2 separate regions of the Sus scrofa genome follow, and region 1 is linked to region 2. The links are chromatin contacts, called in public HiChIP or PLAC-seq maps. All regions are on one chromosome and are shown on one strand. The core of a region is the stretch at or near the end of the contact, and the rest is flanking DNA. Distances in the headings are between cores, read along the strand shown.

Region 1 (4,982 bases), core at 1,325-3,824, 110 kb before region 2:
TTATTTCACAAAATCATCTTCTTATACTCAAGCATTTTTTCCTTGGATATATTTCCAATGCAGCTGACGGCCTACACCACAGCCACAGCAACATGGGATCTGAGCAACGTCTGCAACCCACACCAAAGGACACGGCAACACCGGATCCTTAGCCCACTGAGCAAGGCCAGGGCTCGAACCCACATCCTCATGGATACCAGTCAGGTTTGTTACCACGGAGCCACAATAGGGACTCCCCTCAAGCATACTTTCTACCAACAATAGACCAAGGGTCCATATGTAAATGCATACATTCCAATAAGCTTTGTAGAAACACTGTCACTGCTATATATTTTAATTATTAATCTAATTTATTGATACGCTCCAAAGGGAAGGGATATGGCCTGGTCCACCCCCTCACCCCCAGCCCCCGACTCCTCTGCCCCTGATGTCTAGAATTGTGCCTGGAATGTTGTAGGTACTCAATACATATTTGTTGAATGGATAGATGGATAGTTTATTGTTACTCGTCTGTCCTCTTATTCGACGTTTCTGTGCAATATTTTAGCGAGTCTACTTTATTTTCTGTTGCTTCATCTATCAGTCTATCCCTTCTCAGTGTCCTTTGAAGCTACCTCTTCCTCTGCCTTCTACTTGACTATGGTTACTTCTAGGGTCCCATACTCCATCTTTGTCCTTTTAAATGTACTGTTCTAAATGCTCTCTATATGAAACTTAATTCATATTTTATTCAACTACCATTTATGATAGTTTGGTTCCAACCCCAGACCTCTCTCCCGTGCTTCAGACCTCCATTTCCCGACAGCATATCTAGTATCTCCACCCAGATGTTCCACAGACTCCTCAATGTCCCAAACTGAATTCCTCCTATCCCTCACAAAATGTGCTCCTCTTTCTGGGTTCCCTGTCTCAATGAATCGTACTACCATTCACCCTGCCACATCAGAACTTGGGGGTCTCAATGGGCGTACTCCTTTCCCTCCCTTTTCATATTCAAATTATCATCAAATCCAAGTGATCACATCATTTCCTCGCTTAAAATCCTTTAATGGTTCTTTACTGTTTTCAGGTTATATTTTGAACTCATTGGAATGGCCCCTATTCCTGCCTGATCCAGTTCTTGCAGTATGGAACTTTCTTGTTTGTTCCTCGCACTCTCTCGCATCCTTATTCTGCCGTATGGAATATAATTAACCTCCCTGCCCCAAATCTGACAAATATCTCACTGGTTCCTCAAAGCTCATCATTCAAGTATTACTTTCCCCAGAAGTGGGATGAGTTCTTCCTCTTCTATGGTCCTACAGAACCTTACAGAGAATTTTTTAGAGCACTTTGCATGTTGTATAGCCTCTCTCCCTTCTTAGATTGTGAGCTACTTGAGAGGAAGGATTACTTTCCAATTCTGTAGCAATTGTGCCTAACCCAGTGCCTTGCACAAAGCAGATTGCTGAATAAATTATTGAATCCATCTTATTCCTGTAATGTCACTTTTTAAAATTTTAGGCAATTACCTTACCAAAATGCAATTCCTCTTTCTTTCCCTTCATTCCATTTGTGAGTCAAAAAGTTGTCCTTATCAGTAAAACTGTAGTAACCCAACTGTAACGATCCATTCAGCTATAAGGATTCATCTCTAACAAAGAAAAGAAAAGTCAAAAGTTAGGAGTAAAATTTGCCCTAATAAACAACTATTTTCTTCAAATTTTTAATCACTTGAAAGTGTTCAGGTGTCCTCACATATTGCTCTATCCACCTCTTTAAACATATCTTTTTAATTAAAAAGATAGTTTATTAAAGAAATATAGTTATTTCTTATTATTCAAGTTGTCTATCTTTTCTAAACTGTTGTATTACACCAATGATTGTGCTCACTGTTCTTCACAGTAACAAAGTGGGTTCATTATGGGTTAAAGAGGTTTCTTCTGGGCTGACTTCAATCGCATTTCTATGCCTGTTGTGGGACCATTTCGAAGTTAAAAAGATGGTTCCTAGTTATAAAGTATACATTTTCCAGAAACTTTAAAGTGGTTCTAATGCAGATGGTTCACACAGAATATACCTCGACAATTTTAAAGTACCAGTTAAAATTCTAAGCTTATCAGGGCATAAATAACATTTTTTAAAAAGCTACTGAATCAAAACCCAACGAGAATTTCAAATCACGATATAAAGTGTTCCCCTCCAGCTTAACCAACAGTACAATCAATCTAGAACTTCCATCTGATCCCACAAGCACAACCCATACCCCAGGTAGGGAGAGTCTGTAAAACTGCATAATCCAAACTACAACATCCAGAATACCCTCCTCAAGCCGAAACTCTGGGGACAATAAGAACGGGGAAAAGGCGGCTGGCGGGGCGTGGTGGAGAAGCTTCGGGGGCCGGAAGGAGGGGAGAAGAGAAGGAATTGTGGGTATATAAAAAGAAATGTCTCGACTCCATCTCCCATAATCCTCCGTCTTGACTTGCGTCTCTCCGCCAATGTCAATATTGGATTCCGCCCTCCGTCCCCGCCCCGCAGGAAGAACAGCTTCTAGCGACCGCAAACTACATTTCCCATGAGGACAAGGGCTCGGGCCTCCGGCTTCCCTGGAAACAAGTAGCCAATAGGAGACGCCGCAGCGGTTGCGGCGTCGGTGAGAGTCGAGCCTGGGCCTGGGCGCCGGGCCCAAGCCGGCAGCGCCAGGTGGGAGTTCAGAAGACGGGCGCCCGGCGTGGGGCGCCGCGAGGGCACCGCCCGCCCGGAAGCTGCTGCACCGGTCCGATTTTCCGCGGTTCTATAAGGAGTAGCGCTTCAGTAGCCGGGGACCTGGAGGTCAGAGAGGCAGAAAGCCTGAGCGGCTGAGGCTGGGGACTGTGGGACTGTGGGACTGTGGGGGCCTAGGGAGGAGGGAGCTTCCGGGGCCGCAGGCCTCAGCTCTGACTCCGCCCAGCTCCGCCTCCACGGGGGAGGGGGTGTCGGGCCGGTAGTTCCTTTGGGGGCCTGGGAATGCCTTGCCAGTCCCGGGCATGACTTTATGTCAAGTTTTCACTTTCTGCCTCTTTGATAATGAGGTCAAGATCGTTGCCATCTCTTTATCGGCCCCTGCAGCCACTTCCCCTTCCCTGACCAAGTCTTTGGAGCGGAAAGGGTTTCCCCTCAATTTCCAGAAGGGATGGGGAGCAGAGGAGGGAAGACATCTCACTTTTGAGAAATATGTGTTTAAGGTTCAGTGCAGTGTTCTGGTGAGAATAAAAAGCAAGTTAGACCTTTTTTAAAAACCAAGCGCTTTAGGGCTTTCCAGCAAGCATTCATGTTGACAAACATTTAGGGGGCACACCAACTACAGAATAAAGTAGACTGTGCAAAACGAGACTGTATTTTGTTATTACAAACGCGTGTAAAAAGTGCCGAGGGGTTAGTGGAAGGGGATACTGATGGGGTTGGTGGTTGATCAATGGAAGGTCAAGCCTAATCCTGGAAGTGCTGAAGGCTTGAAACTCTCATCTAGTTTCCAGACCTATCCTGATAGGCTTTGGGAAGAAGTTGTATTTTAATTTGGGCTCCAAAGGAGTAAAGAGGATTTAAAATGGGCAAAGGCGGCAGGCAGGCGGGAGTGGGGGGGGGGGCGGGGGAGGAGAAACTGCTTCCTAATATCGGGGTTGAAATTGGAGAAGGGTCTATAGAAGAGGAAGCACTTGTATAATAGGTGGGCTTCCCTGACTAGAGTAAAACGTGTCAGCAGGGATAGATTGGGAAAGAAATCGTGTTGACAAGCTTGGGGTCATAGTAATAGGACACTTTAAGGCATCCACATAGTTTGGATAGTATTCTGTATCAAATTAAAAGCAAAAAATTAAGATTAGGTGATTTTTGTTTTTTCATCCTAGGGGAACCTGATTTGAGATCAATTCTTGGAGAACACAAAGGAGTATGGTGGTATGTTCCAGGTGTGAGTTTAATTTAAACCCAAGAAGGGCTTTGTTTTATAGACTGTTTTGTTTGTGGCTATTCTTAGCTACACTCTAGAGTGGTCATTTTTAAAGCCTAGTGATATAGATTTATTTTCTTAAAAAATGCATTTGCTGCCTAGTGCATCATATTACCTGAATTGTAGTCATTTCATTGGGCAACCATAATGTTGCTATTTCTTGAGCCCACAGAGTGTTCTAGGTGCTGTCTAACAAGCACTTTGTTGCATTATCTTAAGAGTCTTATGAAGTAGGTTCTATTTTTCCCATTTTTCTAGAAGAGGAAACTAAAATGTCAGCAAGTTTAACAACCTACCTAAAGTCACATAGATTGTAAGGAGTTGAGTTGGGATTTGAGTGTATGAATTTCTGACTCCAGAGCCTACGTTCTTTCCATCAGGGTTTTCTGGTGCTGCTCTTCACTTTGGTTCTTGACATTCCAGTTGTGGTAAGGACAGATTATTGTGAGGTGTGCTCGATCACCTTAGCAAAAACCCAAATGATTCACTTTTTAGTTTCTATGTCAGTATGTGTCTGTTGTAAAGTAGCTGCCAAAACCAAATTAGCTTAACTGTTATTGCAGCCGTAGCCGATAGTGTCTGCCAAAACTATCGTCAGTGTTCCTGACTCTGAATCAGGTGATTCTCCATACAAAACATGCCATACCTCTAAGCTATTTGCCCCTGGACAGTACTTTGGATTTGATTTTTTTTTTTTTTGGCCTTTATTTTAAGTGACCTTCTGGGGCACTTGGTCTCCTCCATGACCTTTGCCCTGCATAGAGTGTTTGGGGATGCAGCAGAGTTCCGAGGTGTGAGCTCTCCCTCGGTTTAGTTGGGGAGAGAGATGCAAAGCGCTATGGGAGGATGAAGGAAGGGGTGGCTAACTGTAAGGGAGAGTCAGGAAGAAGGCTTCTGGGAGGAGGTGACAGGACACATAAGTCTCGAAGGATAATGAGTTTGCCAGGCAGAGAGCAGTGGAGGGGAGGCATTGCAGAGACAGGGAGCAGTCTGTGAAAGACAGGGGATTTCA
Region 2 (5,122 bases), core at 1,110-3,609:
GAATGCTGGAGGAACCCCAAAACCCCATATTTCCTTCTCCCTTCATGATGGCCCCAGCAGCAGGTTTGTTGGCCTCTAGGGTGGGGAACACAACTATTGTACCCAGAGTTGTAGCAGAGTTCAGTTCTGTATGCATTGCTGGAGTGCTTATAATATTGTATAAAGCACCATGCTGGGCATCTCGGAGGAAGAGAGATTTTTTAAATGGCTGGGATGTAAAGTCTCTTCTCAAGGAGTTTACAACTTAGTGGCGATGGGGTAAGGGAGGACGGAAGGGAGGATAAGACAAATACTCAGAACTGTAGTATAAGACATGCTCTAAAAGGCATAGGAAAAATACAGATTAAAATCTGAGGAGGGCTAGAAGAGTATTTATTAGTAATACTACTTATTAGCTGTGTAACCTTAGGAAATTTACTTAAACTCTGTAAGTTTACATTTCTTTGTTGTAAATGGGAATAATAACTAGAGAATAAAGCAGTGGGATAATGAATGTGAGGCAGGACACATTCTTAACAGTCAGTGAATTGTAGTTCCCCTGGGGGCGCTGCTCCTTGGCTGCGTCTGTATTAGGTTGGGTGGAGGTGGATAAGGGAAGGCACCGTGAAGAAAATAGCACCTGGGATAAAACCTAAAGAAAGGATAGTATTTCGAGGATTGGAAATTAAGAAGTAGGTGGGGAAGCAGTGTGACCCCAAACTGTGGAAGTAGGGAAGTACTGGAATGATTCAATAAATGCTAGGTAGTTCCATTTTGCTAGAGCATCAGCCTTTTCTGCTCAAAGTGTGATTCCCCTCACCAGCAGGATCAGCATCAACTGGGAACTTGTTACAAAAGCAGAATGCAACCCAGACTTATTGCATCAAAATCTGCATTCTAACAAGACCCCCTGGGAGCATGCATGCATGTTAAAGTTCAGCAAGTGTTGGGGTGGAGAACAGGCTGGTGCATAGCAGGAGACAAGGCTCAGAATGGTAGGGCCTCATTAGGAAGGACTTGAATGCCTGACCAAGTGGTTTGGGGAGTCATTAAAAGTTGCTGTAGGATCACTGTCAATGAAAATCTGCCTGTGACCTATATCATACCTTGAAAAAGGACACTTAAGCCTAATTTTGACTCTGAAAGTTCCTTCAAGCTAGCTCCTTAGTAGAAGAGGACTTTGGCCCTTTTCATCACTTCCCCATTCCCTTCTGTCACCCATTATTCTTTTGCAGTTACCCTTGCTTCGGCTAAACCAGTTATACAGAATATTGAACTCTTGAAATTGACAAAGTAGGTTTCATTTGTTTGACATCAGCTAAGACCTGGAACTGAGAAATGTTCATTTGTTTTGGCTACTAACCCCTGTGGCTGGAGAGTAATATTGCAGTCCAACTCTTTTGCAGACATTGTAAATATTCCCTTAGAAGTAGCGGGTGGAATTGCTGTGTAGTGAGAGCTGAAAATGTAGAGTCAGAGGTTTTTAGGGCGAGGCTTAGGAGAGTGGAGGGGCTCCCAGGGATGGATAAATCCTACAAAAGCACCTGCCAGCACATCAAGGGCCTGGCTATTATCCTAACCCCTCATTTCAGGAGTTTTTGAATTAAAAACTAATTTGGAGACCCTTTCCTTCCCTTTTCCAGGGAGTCCCTTGTCTGATTTTAAACTGAAGTCAATTGGAAAACAGGACTTAGGCTATAGAAATTTGTTTTTTATGCAACTTAGCTATGATGTTCCTTTGGCCAAAAACTGATACTATGTTTTTTCAACATGAATGTATGTCTGGTAATTGCTGCTTTGAAATGAATTTCCAGAATTATCAGGACCTAACCATTTTCTCTTAAGGGGAACTAATCCAGAATAAAATTGAGTTTCTTTTTTGCTAAGGTTGGACCACCTTAAGTCTGTGGGCCGCAGCTGCAAGTTAGAAGTGGCAGGGACCCACTGGGTCACATTTTGCTGCTGTAACCTGGAGCAATCATTAAAAGTGTGAGATTGCATCATGAAGGTTAGCCCTAATTTGACCTGATAGTGGAAAGCTCTGGAAAGTGAATTGTGACAGTAACTAGTACAGCAGCTGGGCACAAAGAGATCATTGATCTTCTTTCACAAGAATCAGGAAAATTCTTCAGTGCTTCCCTGCAAGCCTGGAGAATCATTTGCATCTGTATGGCAGACATCATTGCATGTGAACTCCTTGACCTGCAGATTGGAGGACTCACTGAGAACCACACTTCATTCTGAGATGTTTAATCCCCTGGTTCCATTGTTGGATAATACATGTCATTCTCCAAGGACTCCACCCCTACCCTTCCCCAATATGCATACTTTCTAAAGTGGCCGCATGTGTGTTATGAAGTCAGAGAATCTGTATTTTGACATGACATGAAGTAACAGCTGGTCAGCTGTCTAAACCAGTCAACCTGGTTTTAGACGAGATTACATTACCACATGGGCTTGTTTAATTGTGAACATTAAGATACAGAAATAGAGCTCTGTAACACTAATGTTTATCATCTATTTTTCCTTATCAATTTGTGCTTTCCTTTACACAAACTATTTTGTGGGGGTTCGGCAATGAGGGGGCATGATGTGAGGAGAAATGAATGAGCAAGGTTCAAAGTTTAATTAAACTTATCCTCAGGAATAAAAGGGCAAGGACTGTGAGAAATACATATGGCTTCATTCTATTAATTATTGGTGACTCGCTGATTTGTTTTTCTTGCAGTGATTATCAGTAGAGTCCTTAAAAAGTTAGACATCCCATGCACTCATTTTAGGGATAATAAGCAAGTTAACAATTGGACAGAAAGCATCCTACTTCACAGGCAGTTTGGGGGAAATGAAAGGAACCCTCAAAATAGAGTAAGTGGTAGTTTTCAAAAAGGTAAGGAAAGCAAACTGAATCCCTAGGAATGGTCCATAGACTTAAGAAGTATCCCCTGGGTTTAGGCCCCTCAGGGAATTCTATGGAAGATTCCTGCTTTGCATAGAAGAATGAACTAGATAGCCTCAAAAGTTTCTTCCTAATCTTTTCCTAATATCTTCCTTTTCTAGTAGTTCCATCATGTCTAGGAGAAATAGCTTCCATAAGAGATTTAAAGATAAATCCCGTCATCTGGGTGAGAGTTAAAATATCATAATTGCTAATAATTTATGTTCAAGTCATAATTGAAATTTCTGCAATAAGAATTCTTGAAATTAAAGTGGTAGTTTTCCTTTTAGAATTTATATAGTCTTAATAGGGCTATTTTGCTTAAAATAGTCTTCTCAGCATGGGTCACATTTACATGGCACAAAAGATCCTATAAGTATGTATTGATTTACTGATTTATTGGTTGATTTAGTGCTGTCTTAGGGGAGGGATGAAACAATACAATTGAAGTAGCTAGGAAGCACTAGTGTCATGGGATTTTGCTATCTCTATAGTCCTGTTCTCAAACTACAAATCTTTGAAGACTGTATTGGCTCTTGGATAATGTAAAATGTGGATTTGTACTCAGTGAATCAGCTTACTGAATGGGATGTCTCTCTTCCTTGATATGAGATCTTTTTCTATAAGAAACAAGGCCTAAGATGGTGTGCTGAATTATCAGGATTTTCTCATATTTGGATCATATGTGAGAAAGGTACACAGAAAATACTTGAAATCTCAGTCTTATTCAGTGCCAACAAAAATCTGAACATTAGGACAAGGAACAAAATAGCTAAATCCCTAAAGTTACCATATGGGACTGAGTAAAAGGGAAGAAAGATTGTAGTCAAATATCTATGACTGAATACATTTAATTCATCAGATTTGATCCTTGACTCCTTCAACTTTTAGAAACCAGTACGAACAACAATAAAAAGGGTCAGTGAGGAAAGTAAGGTATATCCTTGGACAAGGGCAAATTCAAACCAATCTCTTCACATTGTACATCAAAAATTCTAGAAATTAAATATAGAAAATAGAAGTTAATATTTATTGAGAATCTGCTATGTGCCAGATGTGATGCAGAATATTCTGCATATGTGATCTCACTTAATCCTTTTAACACGCCCATGATTTAGGTACTGCTATTAGCCTCCTTTTATAGATCATAGCTCTGAAGCTCTGTAAGGTCCTCAGTTATCTACTTAATAAGGCCGGAAAATGGACTAATATTATTCTCTAAAAGTATCAATTATAAAAGAAAAAATGTTCTGGTTAACCACAATTAATCAGAACCTCCTAATCCCTGAGTTTTCCTTTTGATCAAGATTTCACCATCCTTAAGTACAGCATTCAAATGAAGGAGATGCATTGGAAATATAATTATTTTAAGTAATGTTGATACAATCAACATCAGAACTTTTAAGTTGTGTCATTAATTCTTGATTATCAGCTGTCAAGTCTTTAACTACGTGAGTTAATAGATTGCCACCTACCCCCACCCCATCGAGAATTCATTCATTCAGCACTCCCTATGTGCCAGGCATGGTGCTAGGCACCGGGGATACAGTTGTGGGTGAGAGAGAGAAGGATCCTCCTTAGGAGAGCTGCTAATAAACTTCAAACTTACAGAGAAAAAGTTTGTTTTAATTCACCTAGAATATCCATATGCATATATATATATTCTTTTCTTATCTCTTGAACAACTCTGTATAGTGTTATCATTCCTCTTTTACATCTTATGAAACTAAGATTAAGGAAAATTACATGAATTGCCAGAAGCTACCCGTATAGTAAAAGACAGAGCCAGGATTTGAACCCCAATCTGTCAATCTTTGAAGTCCATATTATTTCCACTATATTATTCTGTCTTCCACAGAACTTTTGGTCAGTCTGATTTTGCAGAAAGAAATATCAAGAAAAGTTTGGGGAGTTCCCATCGTGGCACAGTGGTTAACGAATCCGACTAGGAACCATGAGGTTGCAAGTTCGGTCCCTGCCCCTAGCTCAGTGGGTTAACGATCCAGCGTTGCCGTGAGCTGTGGTGTAGGTTGCATACTTGGCTCGGATCCTGCATTGCTGTGGCTCTGGCGTAGGCCGGTGGCTACAGCTCCAATTCAACCCCTAGCCTGGGAACCTCCATATGCCGCGGGAGCAGCCCAAGAAATAGCAACAACAACAACAACACGACAAAAGACAAAAAAAAAGAAAAAAAAGAAAAGTTTGGAA

Evidence for each region. HiChIP or PLAC-seq counts read pairs in DNA pulled down with a chosen protein or histone mark.
Region 1: an H3K27ac HiChIP or PLAC-seq map of skeletal muscle shows a contact between it and region 2, with 2.2 times the contacts expected there. The contact joins the promoter of ARHGAP36 here to the enhancer-like site in region 2. A contact is called at or near these places in 1 of 5 promoter capture datasets (liver), 3 of 47 Hi-C or Micro-C datasets (fibroblasts, liver and skeletal muscle) and 2 of 2 datasets of contacts at active chromatin or transcription factors (alveolar macrophages and skeletal muscle).

What each region holds. Positions count from the first base shown.
Region 1 is chrX:107,366,144-107,371,125 of Sscrofa11.1, reverse strand. ARHGAP36 (rho GTPase-activating protein 36) reads right to left here and starts at 2,574. Exons shown (of 13, transcript XM_021080173.1): 1 at 2,302-2,574; 2 at 1,517-1,633. The coding sequence starts at 1,547. ENOX2 (ecto-NOX disulfide-thiol exchanger 2) reads left to right here and starts at 2,682. Exons shown (of 15, transcript XM_021080170.1): 1 at 2,682-2,758; 2 at 3,870-3,929.
Region 2 is chrX:107,259,563-107,264,684 of Sscrofa11.1, reverse strand. The region is part of intron 2 of ENOX2 (ecto-NOX disulfide-thiol exchanger 2); the gene reads left to right. Among named protein-coding and RNA genes, the nearest start is that of ENOX2, 110 kb to the left of the region's middle. Within about 2 kb of position 2,359, at least 6 of the 83 cell types and tissues checked have an H3K27ac peak or open chromatin away from gene starts, as enhancers often do. A contact at or near this core is called in liver and skeletal muscle, where this site is marked.